Regions from separate parts of the Mus musculus genome. Here all the other regions are linked to region 1. The links are chromatin contacts, called in public HiCAR-type and promoter capture Hi-C maps. All regions are on one chromosome and are shown on one strand. The core of a region is the stretch at or near the end of the contact, and the rest is flanking DNA. Distances in the headings are between cores, read along the strand shown. Region 1 holds the start of Fntb (farnesyltransferase, CAAX box, beta). Region 2 holds the start of Rdh12 (retinol dehydrogenase 12). Region 3 holds the start of Vti1b (vesicle transport through interaction with t-SNAREs 1B). Region 4 holds the start of Arg2 (arginase type II). Region 5 holds the start of Plekhh1 (pleckstrin homology domain containing, family H (with MyTH4 domain) member 1).

Region 1 (4,910 bases), core at 770-3,269:
GTTTTTCCTAAAGATTGAAGTGTGTGTGTGTGTATGTGTGTGTGTGTGTGTGTGTGTGTGTGTGTGTGCGTGCGCGCGCGCCTGAGTGTGTATATGTACCATGTGTGTGTGAAAGTCTGCAGAGACTAGGAGAGGGTGTTTAAAAGCCTAGAACTGGAGTTAAAAGAGTTACAGGTAGTTGTGAAATGTCACATGGGTTCTGGGAACCCAACCCAGGTCCTCTGCAAGAGCATCAAATATTCTTTACCAATGAGCCGTCTCTCCAGCCCCATAAAGATTTCAATTACACCTGTGTGTCTGTGTGTGGTTAGATGCACATGAGTACAGATGTACTTTAGAGGTCAAAAGAGGGCATTGGATCCCTGGAGCTGGAGATGAAGGCAGATGTGAGTGGCCAGTTAGGGTGATGGGAAATAAAAAGGTCCTCTGTAAGAGCAACAAGTGTTCTTCACCACTAAGCTGTCTCTCCAGCCTCACAGGGCTTTCCTAAAATCACCACTCTAACATTGTATTTGTGAGGTATATAAGGATATACTCATTCAAGGGTTATCAGAATTAACCGAAGCATGCACAAGTATATTTATGGCATGTTCCTTCAAATGCCGTTCTGTCTTCTTGCTGTCCTTCATTGTTTTGTTATAGATGGCTACTACTTTGGTTTTCAGCTTAAGAGACCTAAAGAAAGAAGGGTCTGGCTCAGCCACCAAATTTAATTAGAACTCAGTTTCTTCTGTCAGTTTCAAAGACATTTTTATTTTCTTTCCTTTCTAATTTCGAAAAATTTCATTCTGTGTGTGAGCCTGTATTTACTGTGCCTTCTCTTTTCTTTAAAGTTCTAGTTTGTTTCCTTTTTTTGTTTAATTGTTTCTGAAGAGAGAGAGAGAGAGAGAGAGAGAGAGAGAGAGAGAGAGAGAGAGAAGATGTGGAGTTGGGTGGATGGGGAAATTGGGAGGATTTGGGTGAGGGAAACTGTGATTTGAATATATTGCATGAAAAAATCATTTTCAAATATATACGTATGTATATATATATGAAACAGTAACATTAAAAACGTGTATGGGTATTTTGCCTGCATGTGCACATGTGCATTACTTGTGTGTATGTTGTCTGTGGAGGCCAGAAAAGGGCGTCAGATCCTCTGGACCTGGAGTTATGGGTGGCTGTAAGTCTCCAGGTGGCTGCTTGGAATCCTGTGGCGCTGCAGCCCCTGCTGAGCCACCCGTCCAGGCCTGACTCTATTATTATTTTCTGTCATACCATAATTGGAAGCTGTCAAATATTTATGTTCACTTATTTAATTCTGCCTATTCCTCAAAAATGAAATTCAGATGTAATCTAAGGAAAAGGGCATTGTAATTTTGTTCACTTCTGCATTCCTGGGCTCTGGCACGGAACAAGTAGCAGGAGCTCCATGAATATTTGTTGATATTTCTTTGGATGATGCATTTACACTCATTTCTTCTATGGTATTTTAGTTTCTTTTAGTTTCTGCCATTGCACTGTAACCTCCAAAGGAGAAAATTACAGTACTACATTTCTCTATCTCTGAGTATTGAGACCTGCAATTCTGCTAATGCACAGAAAAGCTGAGGCTTCTCCTAAGAGGCTGTCAAGGACCCAAAGGTGCATGGTAATTCTATTAGTTAATAGCGTGACTGAGGTACTCAAGAGAGATGTCAGAAATGCTTTTTTTTTTTTTTTTTTTTTTTAGGTTACATTCTTAGGGTTCTTGAACAGCTGAAATCGCAAGCTACTGCATTACAATTAGGCGAGAGCGAAACGTTGACGTTTTCTTTTTTATTATTTGCATAACGAACCGAGGCATCCTAGATCTCCTTTCTCCAGAAAGCTGATCTCCTGCAGCAGCTCATCTGTCCGACGGGGGGCGGCAGTATCCCAGTAACTCACTTCTTGAAGATGTGTAGGTGGGAGGAGAGATTCGCGTTCAAAATCTTTTTGACTCTACGGACTTTCCGTAGCGCCTTAGCCCGCTCGAGTTTCAATGCGCGTTGTTGCTGGATGAAGCTGAGTCCTATACAGCGCTCGCAGCTCTCCCGATCATGGCTTCTTCGAGTTCCTTCACCTATTATTGTCCTCCATCTTCCTCCCCTGTTTGGTCAGAACCGCTGTATAGTCTGAGACCTGAGCACGTGCGGGAGCGGTTGCAAGACGACTCAGTGGAAACAGTCACATCCATAGAACAGGTGAGGTGGCAGGACTGGGCGAGGCGCCCGCGCGGGGCCTTCTGGGAGTAGGAGTCCCTTTTGTAAGCCCGTCTCGGGGCAAAACTCTCCATGGAACTACAACTCCCGTAGTGCACTGCGCCCCCGCCCCCGAGCTCTAGGCGCCCAGACTGGGGCTTCCGAGTGGAGCGTTTTCGGGGCTTACTTGGGTAGGAGAGGGTTGTTGTCAGGGCTGGGTTTGGAGAACAGGACAGTACCCCTGATCTCTCTGCTTCGGACGTTGTAAAGGATCTTGTTTCGTGTCTGGAGTCCACAGCAGCCTGGGCGGACCAGGTAGTCCGCTCCGTTCTGTTTAGATGTCTTGAGGTTCTAGGACCGACCGCTCACTTTTCTTCACATGTTCGCAGTTTCCGGACATCTAGGGGATCGAACGGCCGGACTGTGGTCATGTCATCCCTAAATCGATTTAATTTCTGACCTATTGGGTCAGGTTGAGGCCTACCTCGTGGTGGGTAACCATTTGAGCACTTGCTGTTGAACGCTGGAAATACAGAAAAAGATAACAGCCCCTAGGCAAGAGCCTGGTTGGGCAAGACAGACTGGAAAACTGTATAGTTCGGAAAGCACAAAAAAGTATGGAGTTTGAACTGCTTGTGATTCACTAAGGCCTAGAGTGTACCAGACATGCCATTTTGAAAAGTGTTTTAAGGTGTGAGTAGTGAGTTGATAGCTTACATTTTTCTCACTCTCCATTTGGAATTGTTCCCAAATCGGTTGTTGTAGAGCTGTTTACCCATCTGTTACTAGAAGTGGTCAGGATGAGTCCTGTCGCTAAGGAATAGGCATTCAGCCACTTACTAAAATAAGATCTTACTAAGATCACTACTCAGGCTTAACTGTGGAGGGACCGGCTTCATCTTATCTTAAAGCTGTGAGCCTCTATTTAGGCAAAACTAGCAGCAAATAATGACTGTATAAAAATTTCAGTTTTTATGTGTGCGAATGTGTGTATGGCATGTGTTTGTACGTGTTGATACCAGGACACACAATATGTGGGTTCGGAAGATCCAACTGAAGTTGGCAGGCTTGCATAGGAAGCACCTCTACCCACTGAGCCATCTCTCTTGCCCTAAAGATTCATAACAGAACAAGGGATTGGACACATGGTTATTCACCTAGTAGCAGAGGGACTGTTTTAATCTTTGAGTCAATGCCTTGTGGGCTTTAGGGTAATAAAGGGAACTTTTTGGCTTCAGCTCTCTAACCTAGTTAACTGTGTCCCACAGAAGACTTTTATAAAACATTGCAAAGAAATCTTTCATCAGTGACAAAATCTTCAGAATCTTTGCAGGGTTTGGAGCAATTTGGGGTTTTTTGGTCTGTTTGTTTTTTCGAGCTAGGGTTTCTCTGTGTAGCATTGGCTGCCTGGAACTACTCCGTAGACCAGGCTGGCCTCGAACTCATAGAGATCTGACTGCCTCTGCCTCTCAAGTTCTGGGCTAGAACATGTGCCTCTACTACTTGGGTAGAGCGGTGTTTCTGTAGTTGATAAGACAACTACAAGCCTTTTCTTTTGAAGTTACAGGGTTAAACAGGACACACACACGTACACCATTTATATCTTTAACTGATCTGACTTAGAATAGCGGTTCTCAACCTTCCTAAAGCTGTGACCCTTACTATAGTTCTATAGTTCCACATGTTGTGGCCACTCCAACCATAAAGCTGTTTTAAAAAGCTTCACAACTGTAATCTTGCTACTGTTATGAATCATAATGTAAATAGCTTGTGTTTTCCAATAGTCTTAAGGCGACCCCTGTGACAGGGTGGTCATGACCCACAGGTTGAGAAACGCTGACTTAGCAGATAAGGGTATACAGGATGCTAATGAAGAAAACAGAATCAGAGTTAAGTCTGTCACTTACAAAACCATCTGTGTTGAGAGTTAACATCTCATCGTGAGTTTTCTGATCTGTTGTCTATTATATATACTGTTTTTCAGTAGACCGCTGAAGTTCCTTCCTTGCTTGGTTCCTATAAGGATAAAACAACTTAACTTCTGAGTAGGCATTACGAGCAATAAAAAAATGGACACAGGATGCTCTGAAAAGAGCCAGGCCAAGGCCAGGGCTGGGGAGGATGCTAAGTCCTGATAGGTCAGTGTAGAGTGTCTGTCAGATACAAGCCCAATGGTATGATAGTCTTATGTTTTATGTCAGTATCACAGCTCACATTAAAAAAAAAAATTTAATGTATATGAGTACACTGTAGCTGTCTTCAGACATATCAGAAGATGACATCAGATCTCATTACAGATGGTTGTGAGCCACTATGTGGTTGCCGGGAATTGAACTCAGGATCTTTGGAAGAGCAGTCAGTTATCTTAACTGCTGAGCCATCTCTGCAGCTCTCCAGCTCACATTTTAAAAGTCTAGGATGAAGAGTTGCAGTTAGGAGGAAGATGTACCGGCTGGTTTGTGTGTCAACTTGACACAAGCCAGAGTCATCAGCGAGGAAGTAGCCTCAGTTGAGGAAAAGATTCGGTGAGATCCTGCTGTGAGGCATTTTCTCAATTGGTGATCTATGGGGGAGGGCCCAGCCCATTGTGGGTGGGGCTATCCCTGGGCTGGTGGGGCTATCCCTGGGCTGCTGGTTCTAGGATCTATGGGGAAGCAGACTGAGCAGGTCAGGGAAGCAAGCCAATAAGCAGCACCCAATGGCCTCTGC
Region 2 (4,910 bases), core at 1,433-3,932, 2.4 Mb after region 1:
AACCAGCATTCAATGCATGGGATCTAAATGAAACTTTGCTGTGCTCAAATCCTTTCACTATCACACCTACCAGAGCTGGGCTGTGACTCAGTGTTAGAGAATGCAGTTAGCATGTATGAGGCTCTGTGTTCACTCTGTAGCATCAGACCCAACATCTCACACCAGGATTCTCCCATATGCCCAACAACCTGAAGGACAGCATTTCCCACTTGGGGAGGTGATTGTACCCCACAGTGAGCAGTTGACAATGTCTCGAGACATTTTTGATTGTCACAGGAGTAGTGCTTAGGCACTTTACTGAATAGAACCCAGACATCCTGCTAAACACTCTGCAGTATACAGAACAGTCCTTTACCATTTTATAATCCCCAAATGACAACTGCTACAGGTTACAGGTATGCTATAGGAGGAAGTCAATCACAGTTTGCCCTCAAAGCAAACAATTTTTTTATTTTAGAAAGTTGATGAGATATTTTACCCTTTAAGATCAAGAAGAGAGGCTGGAAAGATGGCTCAGTGGTGGTTAAGAGCACTGCTATTACAGGAGACCCTGATTTAACTCCCAGCACCCACACTGGGTGGCTCACCACTGTAAATAACTCCTGTACCAGAGAGATCCAAAGGCATCTGCGGACACCTGCATTCGTGGGTATATCTTCTCTATACATAATTTAAAATAAAATTTAAAAAGATGAAAAGAAAAAAGAGAAACAAAGACTTACTATTGAATAAACAAGATACAAGCAGGTCTGATGGCATAACATACCTTTAATCCTACACTTGGGAGGTAGAGGCAGGCTGAGTTCTATGAATATGACATCAGCCTGGTCTAGTACCAGACTAACCAGGGCTATATGGTAAGACCCTGACTCAAACCTTTCCCCTACCCAACACAAACAAACAAAAACCCACTACTGCCACCACCACCACCAAAAACAAAAAAACATTCTTTCATTCTGGGACAGTTTTGAGTGTGGCAGCAAACGGCTCCTGACTAGAAATGGACACATTATTGTACAAAAGATCTTTTGGGGAAACCACTGGGGGCCATGCTAGGCTCCTACTTTTCTCATCTGGATGCCAGGATATGTCATTGGAAGATGAAAAGAGGGGGAAGCGGAGGAGTGGAAGAAGAGGAAGAGGCATTTACAGTTTTCACACTTGCTCTTATTCTGTAGGCTCTGTTCTTACAGAATGTTCTAGACCATGGTGACATCGGCCACAGCTGTGTGACTCCACTTGACAAACCACCACCAAAGGTCAAATCAGAGAGTAGCCCCTCATCTCTGTTTTACAAAGCTGCTGTCCCACTGCTGTGTCCTCCCCTGAGTCCACCTGACCTGAGAATCATCTGAGGTGAGTGGCCCGAGTGGCCATGTGGAGACTTGCAACTGATAATCACTCCCATTGGATAATCAAGTAAACTGAGGCAGCAGAAAGACTCAATAACTTGCCCAGGACCTTGAAGCTTGAAGGATGCTGAGCTGGGATTTGAGTCAGGAATTTGAGTCTAGCTCGAGAATACTTAAACACTCTACTCTTGCTTGACATGTCGTTGGGTGTGTCAACTTCACTGAAGTGTAATGTAAAGAACACACACAAAATGCCCAAATCAAAAGCGCCCAACTCAGTGATTGTTCACAGTAAGCACACCTGTGTACTAGCACGAAGATCAAAGACCAGCACATTGCCAGCCCCACAGGACCTTCAGCCACTCCCTATTTCTTCCATTTATTTATTTTTAACTTTTACTTATTTAATTGGTTATATATACATGAGAGTGCAGGAATGCACAGGCTTCAGCATGTGTGGAGGTCACAGTGTCACTTGGAGAGTTGGCTGTGGGACCTGGGAACCAAACTCAGGTCACTGTGCCTGTTTGCTATTGCTGATACCTGCTGAGCCACTTTCCCTGCCCTGTTAATTTACTTTGGGGTTTGTAGGGACATGCATATGGAGATTAGAGAACAAGTTTTCAAAAGTCAGGTCACTCCTTTTACTTTGTCTTCGAAGCAAGGTTTGTGCGTACCTACCTCTTGATCCTGCAGTTCCACTTCCTCGAGGCTACCTGGCCTTTGAGCTCCAGTTTCCATTTTGAAGTAGGACTACTGTGGTTACAGACGGCAGCCACTCTTCTGGCCTGAGCTGCCACATCTGACTTCTACATGGATCCTGGGGATTGGACACATACCAACAAGCTCACATGGAAAGTGCTTTGACCTACTTAGCCATCCTTCTTACTATCTCTCTTCCATTTTTAATCACACATATTTCAAGCATCATTAGGACTTGGAGGATTTTTTTTTTGTTTGTTCGCATGCTTGCTTTTTTCTTTGTTTTGTTTTTTTTGGTTTGGTTTTGTTTTGACACAGTTTATTATGTTGTTTAGGCCAGTCTTGAACTACAGACTCAAGTGATCATCTGCTTCAGCCTGCCAAATACGTTGATTATAAGACGTTGTCACTATGCCTGGCTTTTTTGAAGCCTGCTGATAATGTGTAACATATTCTATCTTGAAAATAGCGTGTTGAGGAGGAACTCCAGTATTGCCAAATTCTCACTGCCAATATAAGGTGAAGCCCTAATCTTTCCTTAAGCCCCACCCCTCTAGGACTACAACTCCCAGGAGGCTGTGCTCTGGCGGCTCTCGGATTTAAGTAAGATTCTGGGCATTGCTTAAGCCAGCCAGTTGCTGAGTGTCCCAGAGTGAGAGGAACCAAGAACCAACAGAAGCTGCCAGGAATTGGAGCCAGAGAAGGATCCTCGGGCTAGGTTGAGGGTGGGAAGCAGCAACTAAGAAAGTTGACAAGATGCTGTTTATCTTGGTACTGCTTACGTCCTTCCTCTCCATCTTGTATCTGACAGCTCCATCCATCAGGTTTGTTTTAATCCAGCAACTCAAAGATACTTTACGAAGATGGTTTTGACTTCTAAAAGAAGAAGGAGGGAAGGTGGCGGAGGCGAGATTAGTACATTAAAAACAGGAAAGGAGGGGTTCTGGATGCCTCTGCAGAAAACGAGAAGGAAGCACCTGGGTGGGAGGAGGTGGGGCTGATTTGAATTCGGATGCCGAGGAAGGAGGAAGGCGGAGTAGATGAGTCCTGTGGCACTTTCCTCTGATTCCTTTAGGTTTCTCTGACACTTTCCTTTTCTTTTCTGTCCCTAGATGAGGTGAGTGTCATGGGGACTTCATCGTTAAGGGACTCCTTGTCAAGTCTTAGGCACTCTGGAAAGGAAGCAAACTCTCTTCCCTTGATACTTCTCTCAAGAAGTGTTTTGGAAATGATTCACTGGGGATTTGTGGAGGTGCCAAGAAATGGCTATTCTATGTGGGGGCTTTAAATTTTGTTGATGATTAGAAAGGTTAGGAGCCAGGTGTGGTTGTACGTGCCTTTAATCCGAGCACTCAGGAAGCAGAAGCAGAAAGAACTCTGAATTAGAGGACAGACTGATCTACAGAGCGAGTTCCAGGGCAGCCAGGGCTATACAGAGAGACCCTGTCTTGAACCTTTGCCCCCTGACCTGACCCCACCCCCACCCCAAAGGAAGGTTAGATAGGCATACTGAGGACAGAGTGTCAAAGTGTCATACTTGGTCCCGGCCACCCTTAGAAATGACTTAAACATCTTTGGGCTTCAGAGGTTTTTTTTGTTTGCTTGTGTGTGTTTGTTTTTGTAATATAGAAGTAATACTGAAATGGCAGGGGAAATTAATATAAATGGCATATGGAAAGATAATATGTATGGAAAATGTGGAAAGATAGTGAGTGCAGAAACTATTTAGCATGGAGGTAGACTGGGTGCAGAAAGTGTTTAAACCTAGACAGAAAATGTATAGAAAATCAAGCCTGGGATAGACCTCATGAGTGTAGAAAAGTGTCTAGCCTAGTCTAAATATTGGGTGTAGAAAGTCTAGCCTAGGCTAGACAGTGCATGTAGAAAATATCAAGAAAAGACAGTGTATAGAAAGTGTCTAGCTCAGTGTCTGCCATCCAGTGATGTTCAGGAAGTATTCTAGACTCTCTGGTCTTGTTTTCAACAAGAAAGCTTTCTCTGTGTGCCAATGGCCTAAATAAAATCCATAATAAAGTGCCAGAAAGTCACTCAGGATGCTCTCTCTCTAAACAAAAAAGACAACTGAGAGGGAAGTAGTTAATGTGTCAACCCAGATGCTATCTGCTAGTTCCTATAGTAACTATTGGAGCCATAGGGCTCAGGACCATTGAGTCCTCTAATGTGTATCACCCATGTGATTCCAATGTGGGTCAGAGGAGGAAGCTGACCCGTGGAAGTCTAGAGATTAGACTGATAGCGTTTTTATCTGACAAGGAATGTCTCCATTGGCCCTGGCTCAGGAGCATTTTCTCTGCTTGCTCAGGTGACTATTTTTAGCTTCTGGACACATGACCTTTCAATTCTTGTCTATGAGCTGGCCACTACCTTGCCCAACCAAAAAGTGGTCCATGCAAATTAATTTCTAACGATGATAAAGTCTTATTTATAACTCCAAGTTAAAGGCCTCCCTCTTTGGGTTTATGTGGCCTTTTTCTTTAATGCATCTCAGCGTGACTTTGGGGAAATGGTGGATGATTTTCCTTCCTTTGGCGACAGGAAGTTCTTTGCTGGTGGAGTTTGTACAACAAATGTCCAGATCCCAGGGAAGGTAGTGGTCATCACAGGTGCCAACACAGGCATTGGCAAGGAGACAGCCAGAGAGCTTGCTCGAAGAGGTGAGTCCTTTCCTTCGGTCTCTGCGGGGCCACACTTTCTGCTCTCTTCACTCAGGTTCTGCCTGGATTTCCTTCTTTCTTCCTGGCCTTGAAGGCTCTGAAGGGAATTCAGGGAAACTGGAATCCAAGCCCAATCCAAGTCCAACTAATTTATTCTGACTTTCAGCATAGTTCCTTTCCC
Region 3 (4,910 bases), core at 937-3,436, 2.3 Mb after region 1:
CAAATACAATATGTAGTTTATTTGAGAAAGGGTCTCACTGTGTACTCTAGGCTGGCCTTGAACTCATGGAGATTCCCTGCCTCTGCCTCCTAAGTGCTACTAAAGGTATGCACCACCACCCCAAACATATCTAGTAAATATTTGTCAGATACCTAGGATGTGCTGTGTACTGTTCCAGGGAGTTTAGGACACATGCTAAACGATCAAACAAACAAACAACAAACAAAAATACTATTTCATTTCCAGTTCACTGGCTCTCAAACTTAAGCCAGCACTAGAAATCCCTCGAGTGTAGTTAAGGCAGACTGCTTGCCGTAAGCTTTGGATTCTGTGAGTCAGAATGGGGCCTGAGCATGTGCAGTTCTCAAGTTCCCAGATGGTGTTGATGGGCTGATTCACAGACTACAATTCCAAACTACTTTCCTAGTAACACAAAAACAATACACTGTATCATAAATATGCAAAGTGATGAGTACATTAGAAAATAGTGTTCTGAGGCTGGGCAATGGCAATACAAGCCTTTAATCCCAGCACTTGGGAGGCAGAGGCAGGTGGTTTGAGGCCAGCCTAGTCTACAGAGAGAGTTCCAGGACAGCCAAGACTACACAGAGAAACCCTGTCTTGAAAAACAAACACAAACCCAAAAAAACAAAAACAAGCAAGCAAAAAGAGCATCCTAAGAATAACTGTGTAGAGAGCTAATATTTCTAAATAAAACAACAAACACATATTAATAATAGCTGGTAGCTCTTACTGTTGCCAGACGGTGTTTTTAATAGCTTTACATATCTCATTTACTCCCCACAAAAACTCCATGAAGTCAGATGCTACGTTTTACTTTATAGTGGAAACTAGTTTGGTTAAAATAACTTGCAAAGTCACATAGCTAATAAAAGGTGTATGTAACTTAGATAATCTGACTCTAGAACTCTTTTCTTTCCTTCCTTCCTTTTTTTTTTTTTTTTTTTTTAATTTTTGATAGAGTCTCAAGATAGAAGAATCTAGCTGGTCTGGAACTCTGTGTTGCTGTGTAAAACCAGGCTGGCCTTGAACTCACTGAGATTCTGTTTCTACCTCCCAAGTGCTGGGATTAAAAGTGTTCACCACTGGCAATCTCTTGAATGGCAGAAAAATATTTTGTCATACACTGTTATCTTTAATGCACAGGTAGACATTCTCATCTCCAGCTCAAACGAGTATGCGCCTCTTATTTAAGTTCATTCATTCAACTGATCACGTGAGAAGACACGGCCCCTTCTCAATCTTCCTCCTCACATCCACCAGTCTCATAAATCTCGGCACCACCTGTTGGATTTAATGCTCACTCTCCAGATTCGCATGCTTACCCAGTCAACTGTCATAGAAGCTCCTAACACAGTCTCTTATAGCCATTCTCACATCCTCTATCCAGCTATCCGCCGCCTTGCTTCTAAAATGAAATCCACATTACTCCGCTGCTTATGTTCCTTAAGGATTTACCCTAGTACGTCAAAAAAGTCTAAATGTGAGACTTCCGGTTCCTCTCCAATGTAGCTGTCTTCCTCCCCTCACCTCCCGCCACTGTCTCACATATAAGCTAATCTCCATGGTTACAACTATTTTTAAAATTTCATTGCCTACCAAAATGCCAAACTCCTACATGCCCAACTCCAAATTAAGGGTTTTTTTTGTTTTTTGTTTTTGTTTTTTGTTTTGTCACAGGAGCACAGATTGAAGAATGCCCTATGCTACTGGGAGAGGAAGATAACTAAAGGCTCGCTAGGAGAGGACATCCTAATGTCTATCCCTTTGCACGCCCCCAGTCACCACAAGAGGCAGCACACCCTGGGCGTCCGGGGCCCGACAGCAGCAGGGGGCGTGCCCAAAGGGGAAGCGGGGAGCCCCGGGTCGGTGTTTGGGATCCTGCACCCTGCGGAGTCCTCCCGGCCTGGTCCCGCCCCCGCCTCACCTGTCCCCGCGGTCCCCAGCAGCCGCTCCGGCACCCCTTGTAAGTCTTCAAGGAGGCCGCGGAAGATCTCGTGCAGCTTCTCGAAATGCTCGGAGGAGGCGGCGGAGGCGGCCATGGCGCAGGTTGCGCGTGAGCTGCGGCCACCGGGCGCTGGGCCCACTCCCACCTCAGCAATCAGCTGCCCAGCCCCGAAGCCATCACTGCAGCCGCACCTCGGCCTCCCGGAATCAGGCGCTTCCGGGGTCCTCGGAGCCGGACGCCCTCCCCCTGCTTGTCACTGCACGGGCGCCGGGCGCCAAAGCCTGACAAGAAGCCGGGGCGGGGACGACACTCAGCTACTACAGGGGCGCGGTCTCGCGCCAAGACGAGCCGGTGGCTCCGACCTGGAGACAAACAGTGGGCACAGAGGAGGTACCAAAGGGAAGGGCCCGAGGGAGCCCGCGGGACTGGCGCCTCGGCCGCCTCATCCGGGCCCGCCGGTCCTGCAGTGCATACTGGGAATTGTAGTTAAGTGAGGGAGGACGGCCGTGCAGGGAGGGCCCGGAGTGCCAGCGGTGTTGCGCAGACTGGCTAGCACACGCCCCTCGCTGTCATCGCAGTTCCTTCTGCCACCTGACTTCATATCCCGTCTAAATGTTCAGTCTCAGCCCTAGATAGATGAGCAGAGGCCTGCCTACCCTCGGATGGTATAACTCTAATAAAAGTGGAGAGATTAAGTGGCCAGGGTCACATGTTTTCAGAACCGGAAAATGGGCAGTGTGATCCCAGAATACCCACAGCTTTTAGCGGCTGAACCAGTCCAGACCATTAGGCTGCCCCGGGTTCTCATTCACAACATGTTAAGAATAGACATTTTGATAAACCAAAGTTATATATTGATCAAAGTAATTTTGTCTCTGCCCTTGGGTAATGTATGATTTGGTGTGGAAGACAGACCCATCTTATCTGCCCTTATGTGAAATATATCAACAATTACGAAGTCCTTTCTGTCCTTCCATAGATATAAACCCCTGTGTATACTGTTGGCAGGGTTTCCAACAAAGGGCCCACTCACAAAAGTTTTCGTGGTGATTCAATATTTATACATGGAAATATATATATATATATATATATATATATATATATATATATATATATATATATATATATATAAAAGGGTGTTACCGAGGGGTACAACACTTATCTAGCATAAGCAAATCCTATAGTCCATCTTCTAAGGTGTGTGTGGGAGTGGGTTCCTGGTGATTTTTGTCTTTGAAGCCCTGGGTTTTACAAGCTTGAATCCACCAACCGTTAAATTCAATGAAAAAATAAAAACAAAACGCAGTGTGCAGGGATGACAAAGTCTGATGTTGTTAGCAGTGGTGCGAAGTCTTAATATTTTTCTTATAAAATTAAAAGGTAGTTCAAGAGTGTTGTTGTTCAATTTTAATCCTAGCACTTGGAAGACAGAGGCAGATGGATCACTGAGTTCGAGGCCAGCCTGGTCTACAGAGCACATTGCAGGACAGCCAGACCATATAGAGAAACCATGCCCAAAAAACATAAAATTAAAAAATTTATACTTGAATATGTATGAACACATGTGAGGGCAAGTGCCCTGCCTGTGGAGCCCAGAAGAGGGTGTTGGGTCTTTTGGAGCTGGAGTTACAGGTGGGCTGCCTGCCATGCTGTTAAGAGTTGTGTGTGATCCAAAGAACTGTGACATTTCTTCAACCCCAAGTCTTATCTTTCTGTCGCAGAAATAGATATAAAAAGGAGCTCCTGCCAAGACCGAGAGATGTGGAAACAGTGACCTTTGGTCGGTGTCACGTAAGTAGAAAATGATTTGATGATTGGTCTGGTGATCACAAACCAAATTAACGACACTTGCATTTTAGGTGTACTATAGTGATTCTGGGACACAGGCATCCAATAGAATGGGAAATAACTGCATAACTGTGTTTTCTTTAAGCTACAATTACTTTCATTTAATTCTAACAGTTATAATCTAGAATTAAAAACAAGGTAATTGAAAAGAACCTTTGTTTTCATTGACAAGTGAATATAAATTAAGTGAAATATTATTTTAATTAATCACTGCATTGTCAAAAATTTTCCAATATCCCCATAAACTAATTTTAAAATACGTTTATTGGTCAGAACAAACCCATAAATTTATTAATTTACAAATATTAGAAGTTAAAGATTGTGGTCCTGTCAGTCTTACATATTCAAGCTTAAAATATAATTGTCAGCCCGAGGAAATGGCAAACTCCCTTAGAATAGCATCCTCCAAACCAGTGATGGGAACATGAGGGATTCCTGACACCCTTGGTCTGCATTGCTTTTGATAAAAGCTCTCCAAATAAAGCAGAATCGTAGTAAATTGAGGCTATCTCTACTTTCTTTTGCAGTGCTGGGATCAAACCCAGGGGCCTCAACATTTCAGGAGAGCATACCCCCAAAGTCAAAATTGATTTCTTTTTTTTTTACAAAATTATTTGTATGTGTGCCTGCATATATATCTATGCACCACATTCCTGCAGGGCCTGTGGAGGTAGATGAGGCTGTCTGATCCTCTAGATCATCTATAACTGAGGTTATAGATGGTTGTGGTTGCCAAGTGGGTCCTAGTAATTGAACCAGGGTCCTCTGGAACAGCAGGCATTACTAAGCCATCCCATCTCTCCATACACATTCCTGAAATGGACATCTTGTTAAGCTAATGTAAGAAAATGCTCTAAAAGATTATGAACTGACTATAATTACCAATCCTTAGGATAACATTTCTGAATAGAGAAATATTTCACTCTTGTGCTTTGGACATTTTCCTATCACTCTGACTGACTGGTGATTAAGACAGTGTGCCTTTCTGTAGCTGTCTATTACTGCCTTTCCGTTATGGTTTTAGATCCTCAGCTGACCCCTTCATTATCATGTGTCCCCTCCTAGGATTTTTCTTTTAAACTTCTTCCCTGCG
Region 4 (4,910 bases), core at 1,500-3,999, 2.3 Mb after region 1:
AACACCTCAGCCAACCATTCAAACAAACTTTTGACACCTTTTTTAACTATGCGAGCTTCCGTATTAAACCTAGAATCTCTACTCAGAGGACCCATGTCAATAAACTCAGCCTGCTCTAGTTTTATGTTCCTTCCACCCTTATCCCACACCCTTAAAATCCATTCCCACACATATTCACCAGGTTTCTGCTTGAATGAATTAGCAAACTCATTAAGCTCCTTAGTAGTGTAGCGAATTTCCTCATGGACTATACTTTCTACCTCCCCTCTAGGAGCCTGTTTTGCTTTGAGTCTGGTTACAGGTCTAGAAGAAACTATTGGTGGGCCGTGAGCAGACTCTGCAAAATTAATTTTCTCATGTGGGGAAGGCATTATTTCAAGAGGTGGGGCTGAGGGTACTACTTCCTCAGGTGGGGCAAACCCTTGAGAATCTGAGGATTCAAAATTCTCAGCTTCAACATGGTCTTCCCACACATCCCCGTCCCATGTTGTAGGATCCCATTCTTTGCCAATTAGAGCCCTTACTTTAACTGTCGACACACTCTGAGGCTGAGACTTGAATTTTCTCTGTAGTTCAGCCAACCTTACAATGAGAGTTTCTGTTTGATTTTCTGCAACTTGAGCTCTATTGCTACAAGAGAGAAGATTCTCCTCAAGGACACACTTAGCAACTTTTAGATCGTTTACTTGTGTCTGGAGCCTTTCGATTTTATCACACAACTCCTTCCTTTCATTCATCATTTTTTCCACAGATACTAAGAGCAGCCAGCCAGTAAAATCATTTTTCGATTTTTTCCCCATCTTGTAGAAAGCTTTGTGCACTGAATCACCTAATTCATTAAGAAAATCAAGGGCATTAGCTTCTTTAAGTTCGGAATATAGTTTCAACCATGGGTCTTCAAAATTCTCTGAGCTCCCAGGAGGGAGAGAATCTGGAGAGGTTTCAATAGTTGAAAGTGCTGGTGGATCAACAAGCCAATTCCAGTATTTTAAAAGATTCATCCTTGTACTTCTGTTACTCTAGAACCACTCCTGGTACCAACTTCTGTATTAGTCAGGGTTCTCTAGAGTCACAGAACTTATGGATAATTTCTAAATAGTAAAGGAATTTATTGATGACTTACAGTCGGCAGCCCAATTCCCAACAATGGTTCAGTCGCAGCTGTGAATGGAAGTCCAAGGATCTAGCAGTTACTCAGTCTCACGCAGCAAGCAGGCGAAGGAGCAAGAGCAAGAGCTAGACTCCCTTCTTCCAATGTCCTTATATTGTCTCCAGCAAAAGGTGTAGCCCGGATTAAAGGTGTGTTCCACCACACCTTTAATCCCAGATGAAAGGCATAGCCCAGATTAAAGGTGTGTTCCTTAACTCGGAGATTCAATCTTCTGGAATCCATAGCCACTACGGCTCAAGATCTTCAAACCAAGATCCAGATAAGGATCTCCAAGCCTCCAGATAAGGGTCACTGGTGAGCCTTCCAATTCCGGATTGTAGTTCATTCCAAATATTGTCAAGTTGACAACCAGGAATAGCCACTACAGCAGGCTACAGAGTCACAGTTAAGAGTACAGTGTTAGACAATCTTGCCACTGTATGAAACACTCAATATGTCCATTTTATCATACTGTAAACTTGTGCTTACAACAAAGAATGCAGATCCTTCTATCTCCCCTAGCTTGCTGTGTCTGTGGAGGCAAGAAGCATCGGATTCCCCAGAAGCTGGGGTTAATGGCTATGCATAAAACTCTGCAAAAACCAGGTCCTCTGCAAGAGCAATGTGTGTCCGTAATTGCAGGGCCATCAGCCACTATTTACTATTAAAACCATGAAAAGCTCCTTGATATTTTTGGATTTGTTTCAGCCTCCTTTTAATTTAGAATGATCAGAATGTGTTGATATAGTTGGCCTCTAGTAACCAGTGCTCTTATTGTTCATGTAAAGAACTGAAAACAGGGGCCCAGAGAGGTAGCTGAACAGTTAAGAGCATCTGTTACTTTTGCTAAGGGCTTGGGTTTGATTCTCAGCACTCACATGGTGGCTCATAAAGGTCTGTAGTAACTCTAGTTCCAGCAAATCCTATATCCACTTCTGACTTCCCTGGGCACCATGAATGTCTGTGGTGCACAAACATATATACAGGCAAAACACTCATACACATTTAAAAAAATCTGAAAAGGAAATAAAATTTTGTTTAAAAAAATTAAAAAAAAAATCTAGAAAGTAATTGCTTGGTAAATTCTAAATTCTCCCCAAAGATCCAAGGTAGGTGAGTTTTTAAAAAGCCAGACTCAAGAGGACACTGATGGGGTAAATGTTTCTAGGATTTTAAGCTTTGAGATAGAAAGCTGCAGATGGATGCTGACTTGGTGTGGGTTAGCAGATGACCCCGGGTGCGGGCAGGCCACGGCCAGTGCCAACTCTTCAGCCGAGATAGCGCCTGGGGCGGGTACATGTGTCAAGTTCTCAAGTTCCACTGAGGTCTCCAACCTGGCAGGGACGCTGCTTCCCGGGAAACCACACAGGTGCCACTCTGATCAGCGGCTTTATGGTATCCGCCTTGGTGGCTTAGGCATCGGGGGCGGGGGGAGCGTGTCCAGGGAAAGAGAGGACAGGTCCAATGGTGACTTAACGGCAGGCGCGTCCCAGGCCCTGGAGAGCTGTAGTCCTCCGAGAAGGTGCGCCGGGGGCTGGTTGGAGGCGTGTCCGAGAGATGCTGACGTCACAGGGCGGTGCGCTCGCCTAGTGAAGCATCGAAGCTGTGGGAGGCTGCACTCACTCGAGGTCCTGAGTTGCACCGAGCCGGTTCTCCTAGGGTAATCCCCTCCCTGCCAATCATGTTCCTGAGGAGCAGCGCCTCCCGTCTCCTCCACGGGCAAATTCCTTGCGTCCTGACGAGATCCGTCCACTCTGTAGCTATAGTCGGAGCCCCTTTCTCTCGGGGACAGGTGAGAGCTGCGACCCGAGCTGACGGGACACTAAGCCTAGAGAGTTTCTTGGGGCCAGGAGGGAGGAGGGGGGAAAAAACGGGGGGAAGAGCTCGCGGGATCCCATGGCGGGTACGTGGAGCGCACGTTGGGTTTTCCTGGACCCAGATGGAGATGAGGGACTGATGGAAGGCAAGGGGGTGAGAGAGGGCACTGGGCATCGAGAGGGAGGGAAGTGGGCATCGAGAAGCGAGCATCTGCGGCCTCCAGGACGACGGAGAGTGGGCATTTCCAGCTTTGGGGTGATGACAGGAAGGAAAAGAGAGAGGATTCCATGGAGGAGCTGGAGAAGGCAAAACCGGGATCGTTGAGAAATTGTCGGAGAGGAGGTTAGAGACGGTGACCGGGGATTAAGGCAGGCTTCAGGTTCTATTCTTGCAGAAAGAGCATTAACCTGGAAAGAAATTGATGTCGGTCTCTGCAACTGCGGGAGGGACGAAGGGGCTTTGTTCTGCCTTCAATGAAAGGAACCTGCTGTCGCGGAGGGCGCACTCACTGATGGGGAAGCTAGGTGCCGCGTTCTGCCAGATACAGGTACCGGATCAAAGCTCACTGAGCCCTTTCCTGATCCGAGACTTTCCTGGTCTGGCTCTCAGTGAGGGACTCAGAAGGTTGATTTGCTTTCAAGAACAGAATCTTCCCTCCGCCCATTAAGCATTTAGTGAAACGATCAGCCTTCTACAGTAGAAGTTTTGATGCTGTGAAAGGTTTGCAGAGGAGTCTTTTAGGAGCTCCGGGTAGCAGCAGAGATTTCTGTGTCAAAGTGTTTCTGCTCCTTTCCTCACCTTCTCTTATGTCTGTGGGGTTTGTATGATTCACAGAAGAAGCTAGGAGTGGAATATGGTCCAGCTGCCATTCGAGAAGCTGGCTTGCTGAAGAGGCTCTCCAGGTTGGGTAAGTGGTTGGATTTCTGTGTTTGTTCCGGAAGGGGAAAAAACCTGTTCAGAATCTCATCTCTTCTATCCTGATCCTGTGGTAGCAGCTTGGCACCTGTAATTTGTTCCCATCTGGTATCCTTTGGATTCCTTCTGCAGATAAACATCTATCAGGGAATCTTCAGAGGAAGTCTTCTTGCAGATAGTGTTGGGGAAAGTGAAGCAGAGCAAAGTAGGTCCTGGAACAGTGTACTGCCAGTGTACTGCCAGTGCAGCTAAGGATTCTAGCTCGCTCAAGAGCTAACTGCTCAGTTAACCTTTCCTGGTTACAAGGTAGCTTTCCTAACTCAGACTTGAGCCAAGCCTGAGTCATCCACCACACGTGTTGCCTCTTTCCAAACCATTTCCTCTCTGGGGCTAGTGGGTTTGTATTATTGTAACCCTGATGTAGATGTTTTTTTTTTTTTTTTCCCCAAAACTACCTAATTATGAAATCACTTGGGTGACTTGTTCAAAGCAGTTCCTAGCTAGCCTCCTCCATGGAAGAGTTCTGACTCCTTGCAGATGAGGTAAGAGCTAGATAGATCTGTGCATTTTTACAGGCATTCCTTGAAGTCAGATTTGCAATTTTCTGTGTTGTAATTAAGGTAGTGTTTAGACTTTTAGGACCAGAAATAAATCAGAATTCCGAGATAAACACCATGTCTACAGTTAGTGGAGAACTATTAGTACTGTGGCATCACATTTCAATACCTGTTTGGTATCTGACCCAAATACGGCTAGCATGTCCCCAGTTGTCTCAAGCACCATTCACAAATCTTTTCTGCTGCTGTGACTATGATTTACACAGTCGATAGAAAGCTTTGGCGACAGGAATGCAGAATCAGGGTGAACTACAGATGTCAACTCTTACTCTGAAACAGTTGATGATCATGAAGCCATTTCAAGGGCCCTCATCCTTCAGAATCAGGAATAATGAAATCGTCTAATGTGTCCCTTTTATGCGGGGCCATGATAGGGAACAAAGACAGATGAAAGCTGACCACAAACAGCA
Region 5 (4,910 bases), core at 1,508-4,007, 2.2 Mb after region 1:
AAGAACAGTCAGTGCTCTTAACTGCTGAGCCATCTCACCAACCCCTCAGGTTTATTTTTAATTTCTATTTATGTGTATGTATGTTTTTAATGTCATGTGTATGCCATGTGTATGGGTGCCCAAGGGGGTCAGAGAAGGGTGTTAGATTCCCCGAAGCTGGAGTTTCAGCCAGTTGTGAGTCACCAGAGGATGTGGGTGATGGGAACTGGATTCAGGTACCCTTGACCTGGGAGACATTTCTCCAGCCCCTCCCTCAACTAATTCTTCCTAGAGAATTTATTACTAACAACGCTTTACAAAGGAAGAATTAACCCAGAAGACCCAGCAACTTCTTGAAAGTCACATGACCACTAAAGTAACAAAGTGGGGATTTGAACTGAAGTCTCTCCGGTTTTCAGGTTCCTCTTCTTTCCCACAGTGCTATCCAGGAACCTGGGACCAGACTAAGATACAATTATACCGACGACTCTGTATGGACTTGGCTAACACTCCAGCCTCAGCTTTCTAGTGTGTGTATACAAACAGACTCCTCTACCCCAGAAGTGAGGTTGGCATTTGAAATGGTCTAGTCATGAATCTGTACTTCAGAGCTTGGTTAGATAAGCACTTCCAAGGCCATCAAAATATATGCCCAACACTAGCTAGGTCTTAATGTGCTTGAGAGGAAATACTCTTTCCTCAGTGAAATAAGTGGTTTCATGACACAGAATCAGCCAGGAAGACTATCTGGGCCCTGCTGCCTTTGAATGAATCAGATAAGCCCAACTATTGACCTGCCTTTAAGTAGGGTAGGTGACTATTTTGTGCCTGCTTGCTGGTACATGAGCAGTTAGCTGATTTGGCCTCAGCCATTTAAAGTATCTCACCCTTAGGAATTGATAAGAGGCCATTTGTCAATGGCCTCTGCTCATGTTCCATTGCTGCTAATAGGAGAACTCTGCCACCACCAAGGATCCAAATTGGTCCAGACTGAATTTTATCCTCACCTCCCAAAGGTACCCTAAGGTATCCTTGAAGCCAAGGCACATGGTGACATTCTTCTCACCTCTGGAGCTCTATCCTTCAGTGTCTGGTCACTAGTAACAACAAGCTAACCATCTAAAATTCAACTATTTGTTATTACAAATGTAAGGTTTTTAATACATCACACTTAGCGTCAACAAATTAATAATGTCAAGAATAAAAAGCAAGCTGGGTGTGGTGGCATACATCATTAGTCCTGGCATTCTGGAGGTAGAGGCCAACAGACCTCTGTGAGTTCAAGGCCAGGCTGATCTACAAGGTGGGTTACAGATCAGCCAGGGAGATACTTGCTGTGATCCTATCTCAAGGGGGGCGGGGAGGGAGTGAAAAGAAGGGCTGCTTAATTAGCATTAAAAGGTGTTTGTAGCCGGGCGTGGTGGCGCACGCCTTTAATCCCAGCACTTGGGAGGCAGAGGCAGGCGGATTTCTGAGTTCGAGGCCAGCCTGGTCTACAAAGTGAGTTCCAGGACAGCCAGGGCTACACAGAGAAACCCTGTCTCAAAAAAAATAAATAAATAAATAAATTAATTAATTAAAAAAAAAGGTGTTTGTAAATACATATATATATGGATATAGACAGATGCATATAAATACATATATGAATATGCATATACATAATATATATAATGACAATAGTTGCATTTGGGTAGGGGTGATCTGCCAAAAACGGATAAAGTCTTAGTGTCCACTATTAGCCCTCTGAATTTGAAATTCATATCATGCTCAAGATTGCCTATTCAAAGTGTATGGAAGTGTCACCCCTTCACAAAACCCAGAGGTCTTGCCTATAAAGTCACTTGGAGTCCCACCCACCCAATTTAACTGCCTTCCTTAGTTCCTGAGCTTTCAAAACCGTGCATGAGAATGCCTAAGGAGGTTTGCTCCGTGGGCAATTCCCCTCTCCCTTCCCACCCCCAGATTCAGATTTAAACCTGGGGTGGGGCTGGGGATTTTTCTCGGTGAGTGCTTGGAGTGAATATTCTAGGCCCCGGGGTGTTTTGTTTCTGTTCAGTTTATGGAATTGGGAAAGGCAGCTTTTGTTTTCCCCTCCCCTCCCCTCCCCTCCCCTTTTCTTTCCTTCCTTCCTTCCTTCCTTCCTTCCTTCCTTCCTTCCTTCCTTCCTTCCTTCCTTCCTTCCTTTCTTTCTTTCTTTCTTTCTTTCTTTCTTTCTTTCTTTCTTTCTTTCATTCATTTTGTGTGCTGGGAATTAAACCCAGGACCTCCTTCATGAGTTCCGCCGCCCACTTAGAAGAAGCTCCTTCCTAACTACATTTCATTTGCATCTTCCTCAGCCCCATCCCCTAACCAAACATCTAGTCCCCTAACCAAACATCTAGTGTCCCACTCCCTCTGGGTGTATAATTGTTATTGTGTGAGTTAGGTATTGCAAACCAGGGCTCCTTGCCCTTCTGGCTCCCTGGCTGTCGCCTTTAAAATAAGCAAGACAAACACAAACAAACAGGTTCTCCTAGAGCTGTAGTGACTCGCTCCCCCTTCTCTCTCTCTCAACTCCAAATCAGTTGTGCAGACTGCTCGCTCCCAGTAACCAGGTGGGACTTTCCTACAGGTGGCTAGACACTCGCTGGGACCTCCTTCCGCGGAGGGAGGGTCCAGTCTGGTGAGCATCCCGCCGGGGATCCCACGCTGTCTGGGGGTCGCAGCGCGCAGCCAGCCCTCCAGGCGGCCCCGGCCGCGCCCCGCGGTGGGAGGCTGCGGCTGCTGAGGTCATTTCCTGTGCCTGGCCGCGAGCTGCCCGCCGAGCGAGCGCGGTGCGGACACAGCCGGCGCGGCGCTGCTCCCAGCGCTGGGGCGGGCTTTGTGCGGAGCTCCGGGGACCTTCCAGGCTCCGACCTCGGCCCGCCACGCCCACCGCGACCCCTGCAGCGGGGGAGCGGAGACCCGGGGGCCTCTCCGCACTCGGGGAGAGCCACTGTGGGGCAGAGGCGCGCGTGGCGGTCGGGGTCGCGGCGGGACTCCCGGCAGCTCACTCAGGTGAGCCGGGCGGGTCGGGGAGGGCCGGGGGGTGTGCCGCTGGGAGAGGGCGTCCGGCGGGACGGACAGGGCTGACTCCTCGCGGCCGGGAGGGCAACTCTGGAGCAGGTGCCTCTCTACCTGGGAGCCGTGGGACGGGCGCAGGCAACCAGGAGCTCCAGGACACCCGCACTGGGAGGCGGTGACTGCCCCTCCCGCAGTAGGTCCTGCTCTTTGGGACCGGCTTGATCCAGTTGCTCCTGGGAAGGCCCCGGGATGTACGTGCAGGCTTCCTTCCAACCCGGTGCTCTCCGCTCAACCCTTCCGCTCCTCTCAGCAGCTTGTCCTAGGTTGCTTGTTAATGTGATTGCTGGATGTCTCTCCTAGGAGTCCTAGGAGTCAAGCTGAACTCATACTGACGGCGTCCTGCCAAGCAGAAAAGAACACAGGTTGGACTCTGAGTGACATCAGGGGCTTTGTGTCCTAGCAATCTTAGGAATACGTCTCCCACGGAGGGTGGCAGAGGTAGCGAGACCCTGTGGAAATAGAATGTTCTCCCTGTTGCTCCTTCAGCATACTTCCTCCCTGTCAGGATCTTCAATCAGCTTCTACTGTAAATCCGCCTCATAAAACTTACTGACATTGACAAACTCCGGGTTCCAGGAGAATGCTCGAAAGATCGTTATTTGAAATAAGTAACCCTTCCCCCCACCCCCAATGTAGTAGCTATCAATCCTCAGCACCAGACTTTCTGGACTGTCTTGTTCAGGACACTGTGCGGTGCAAATAGTCGCCACTCAGTTCAACAATCCATTCACCTTTCTCTGTGAAGGAGGAAACTGGGACTCAGAAAACTTGTGTCTTGCCCAAGGTTATAGTGAAAGACTGTAAAGGTCACGTAGAGACAGGACTCAAACGTAAGCCTTCTAGATTCCACATGTGATACTGTCCTTTGCCTTCCCCTAGCTGCCTAAGGGACCTACTCAGAGCTGTTTTGTGATATTGTTAACCCTGTGGTCCCAAACTTAGGGAAATGAACAATTAGCCTAAACCAGTGTGCTGCCCTTCTGACTGAATCGGTCATCAGCAGTAGAGAGAACTGTGTTCCTCTCAATCCACTCTTAATGGTGTATTCTTTTTCTTTTTTCTCTTTTTTAAATTTCTTTTCTCTGTTTGTCTCTTTCTCCTTCCCCCACCTTTCTTTTCGGAGTCTCTCAACAGCCCTCCTGCCTCAGCAGCCTGTCTAGTGCTGGTGACACGTCACCACATCCAACTCATCTCTCCTAATTATTTTCCTTATCTCTACAAGGCTGTGTATATGTATTGAAATCTGTGTTCCTTACAGGTTGGGGAATGTTTTATTCGTGTAGATGTTTAGGTGTGGGAATCCCCTCCATCACTGCGTACGGGTGCTGAGCCACCATCTGTATTCTAAGGATGGACCAATAAGCTGTCTAACCCTGTCTGACCCTCTACTAATAGCCGGTTCCAGACTGATAATATAGCCTGGCGTGGTGGTCCTTCCCTATAATCAAAATACTTGGAAGGGTAAGGTAGTGGGATCACAGATCCACAGTCTACTATGTAGCAAGTTCCAGGCCTGCCTAGGCTATATAATAAGACCCTGAGAGAAAACCAAACGCTGGAGTCTGATTTGAAGAATAGGCACTTACTGTTGGCTGAAGTATGAATTAGGGGAGCCTCAAGGGAGTGCACTTTACAATGTTCATTACTTAACCCTATGATCCCATTTCTAGGACTACCCTTCAGATATATGCTGATACATATAAAATGAGGCATATTCATTGAATATTCATTGTAGTATTGTTTATTTTAGCAAAAGGTTGGAAAGAACTCAAATGTCCATCAACAAGGGACTCTTAAATAAGGTCATGTAATAGCCTCACAATAGGACG

Evidence for each region. Promoter capture Hi-C pulls out the DNA fragments that hold promoters and counts their contacts. HiCAR-type assays count read pairs that join an accessible place to other places.
Region 2: a promoter capture Hi-C map of pre-B cells shows a contact between it and region 1, with 4 times the contacts expected there. The contact joins the promoter of Rdh12 here to the promoter of Fntb in region 1.
Region 3: a promoter capture Hi-C map of hippocampal neurons shows a contact between it and region 1, with 4 times the contacts expected there. The contact joins the promoter of Vti1b here to the promoter of Fntb in region 1. A contact is called at or near these places in 2 of 39 promoter capture datasets (hippocampal neurons and liver) and 1 of 115 datasets of contacts at active chromatin or transcription factors (astrocytes).
Region 4: a contact with region 1 is called in a HiCAR-type map of astrocytes, with 3 times the contacts expected there. The contact joins the promoter of Arg2 here to the promoter of Fntb in region 1. A contact is called at or near these places in 3 of 39 promoter capture datasets (hippocampal neurons, liver and pre-B cells) and 2 of 115 datasets of contacts at active chromatin or transcription factors (astrocytes and embryonic forebrain).
Region 5: a promoter capture Hi-C map of embryonic stem cells shows a contact between it and region 1, with 7 times the contacts expected there. The contact joins the promoter of Plekhh1 here to the promoter of Fntb in region 1. A contact is called at or near these places in 1 of 39 promoter capture datasets (embryonic stem cells) and 1 of 115 datasets of contacts at active chromatin or transcription factors (astrocytes).

The regions. Positions count from the first base shown.
Region 1 is chr12:76,835,448-76,840,357 of GRCm38.p6, forward strand. It overlaps Fntb (farnesyltransferase, CAAX box, beta), which reads left to right and starts at 2,020. Exons shown (of 12, transcript NM_145927.2): 1 at 2,020-2,204. The coding sequence starts at 2,061.
Region 2 is chr12:79,206,231-79,211,140 of GRCm38.p6, forward strand. Rdh12 (retinol dehydrogenase 12) reads left to right here and starts at 2,683. Exons shown (of 7, transcript NM_030017.4): 1 at 2,683-2,878; 2 at 4,611-4,729. The coding sequence starts at 2,811.
Region 3 is chr12:79,170,272-79,175,181 of GRCm38.p6, forward strand. Vti1b (vesicle transport through interaction with t-SNAREs 1B) reads right to left here and starts at 2,187. Exons shown (of 6, transcript NM_016800.3): 1 at 1,949-2,187. The coding sequence starts at 2,063. Rdh11 (retinol dehydrogenase 11) reads right to left here. Exons shown (of 7, transcript NM_021557.6): 7 at 3,962-4,910.
Region 4 is chr12:79,128,039-79,132,948 of GRCm38.p6, forward strand. It overlaps Arg2 (arginase type II), which reads left to right and starts at 2,750. Exons shown (of 8, transcript NM_009705.3): 1 at 2,750-2,942; 2 at 3,803-3,875. The coding sequence starts at 2,832.
Region 5 is chr12:79,026,406-79,031,315 of GRCm38.p6, forward strand. Plekhh1 (pleckstrin homology domain containing, family H (with MyTH4 domain) member 1) reads left to right here and starts at 2,758. Exons shown (of 29, transcript NM_181073.3): 1 at 2,758-3,015.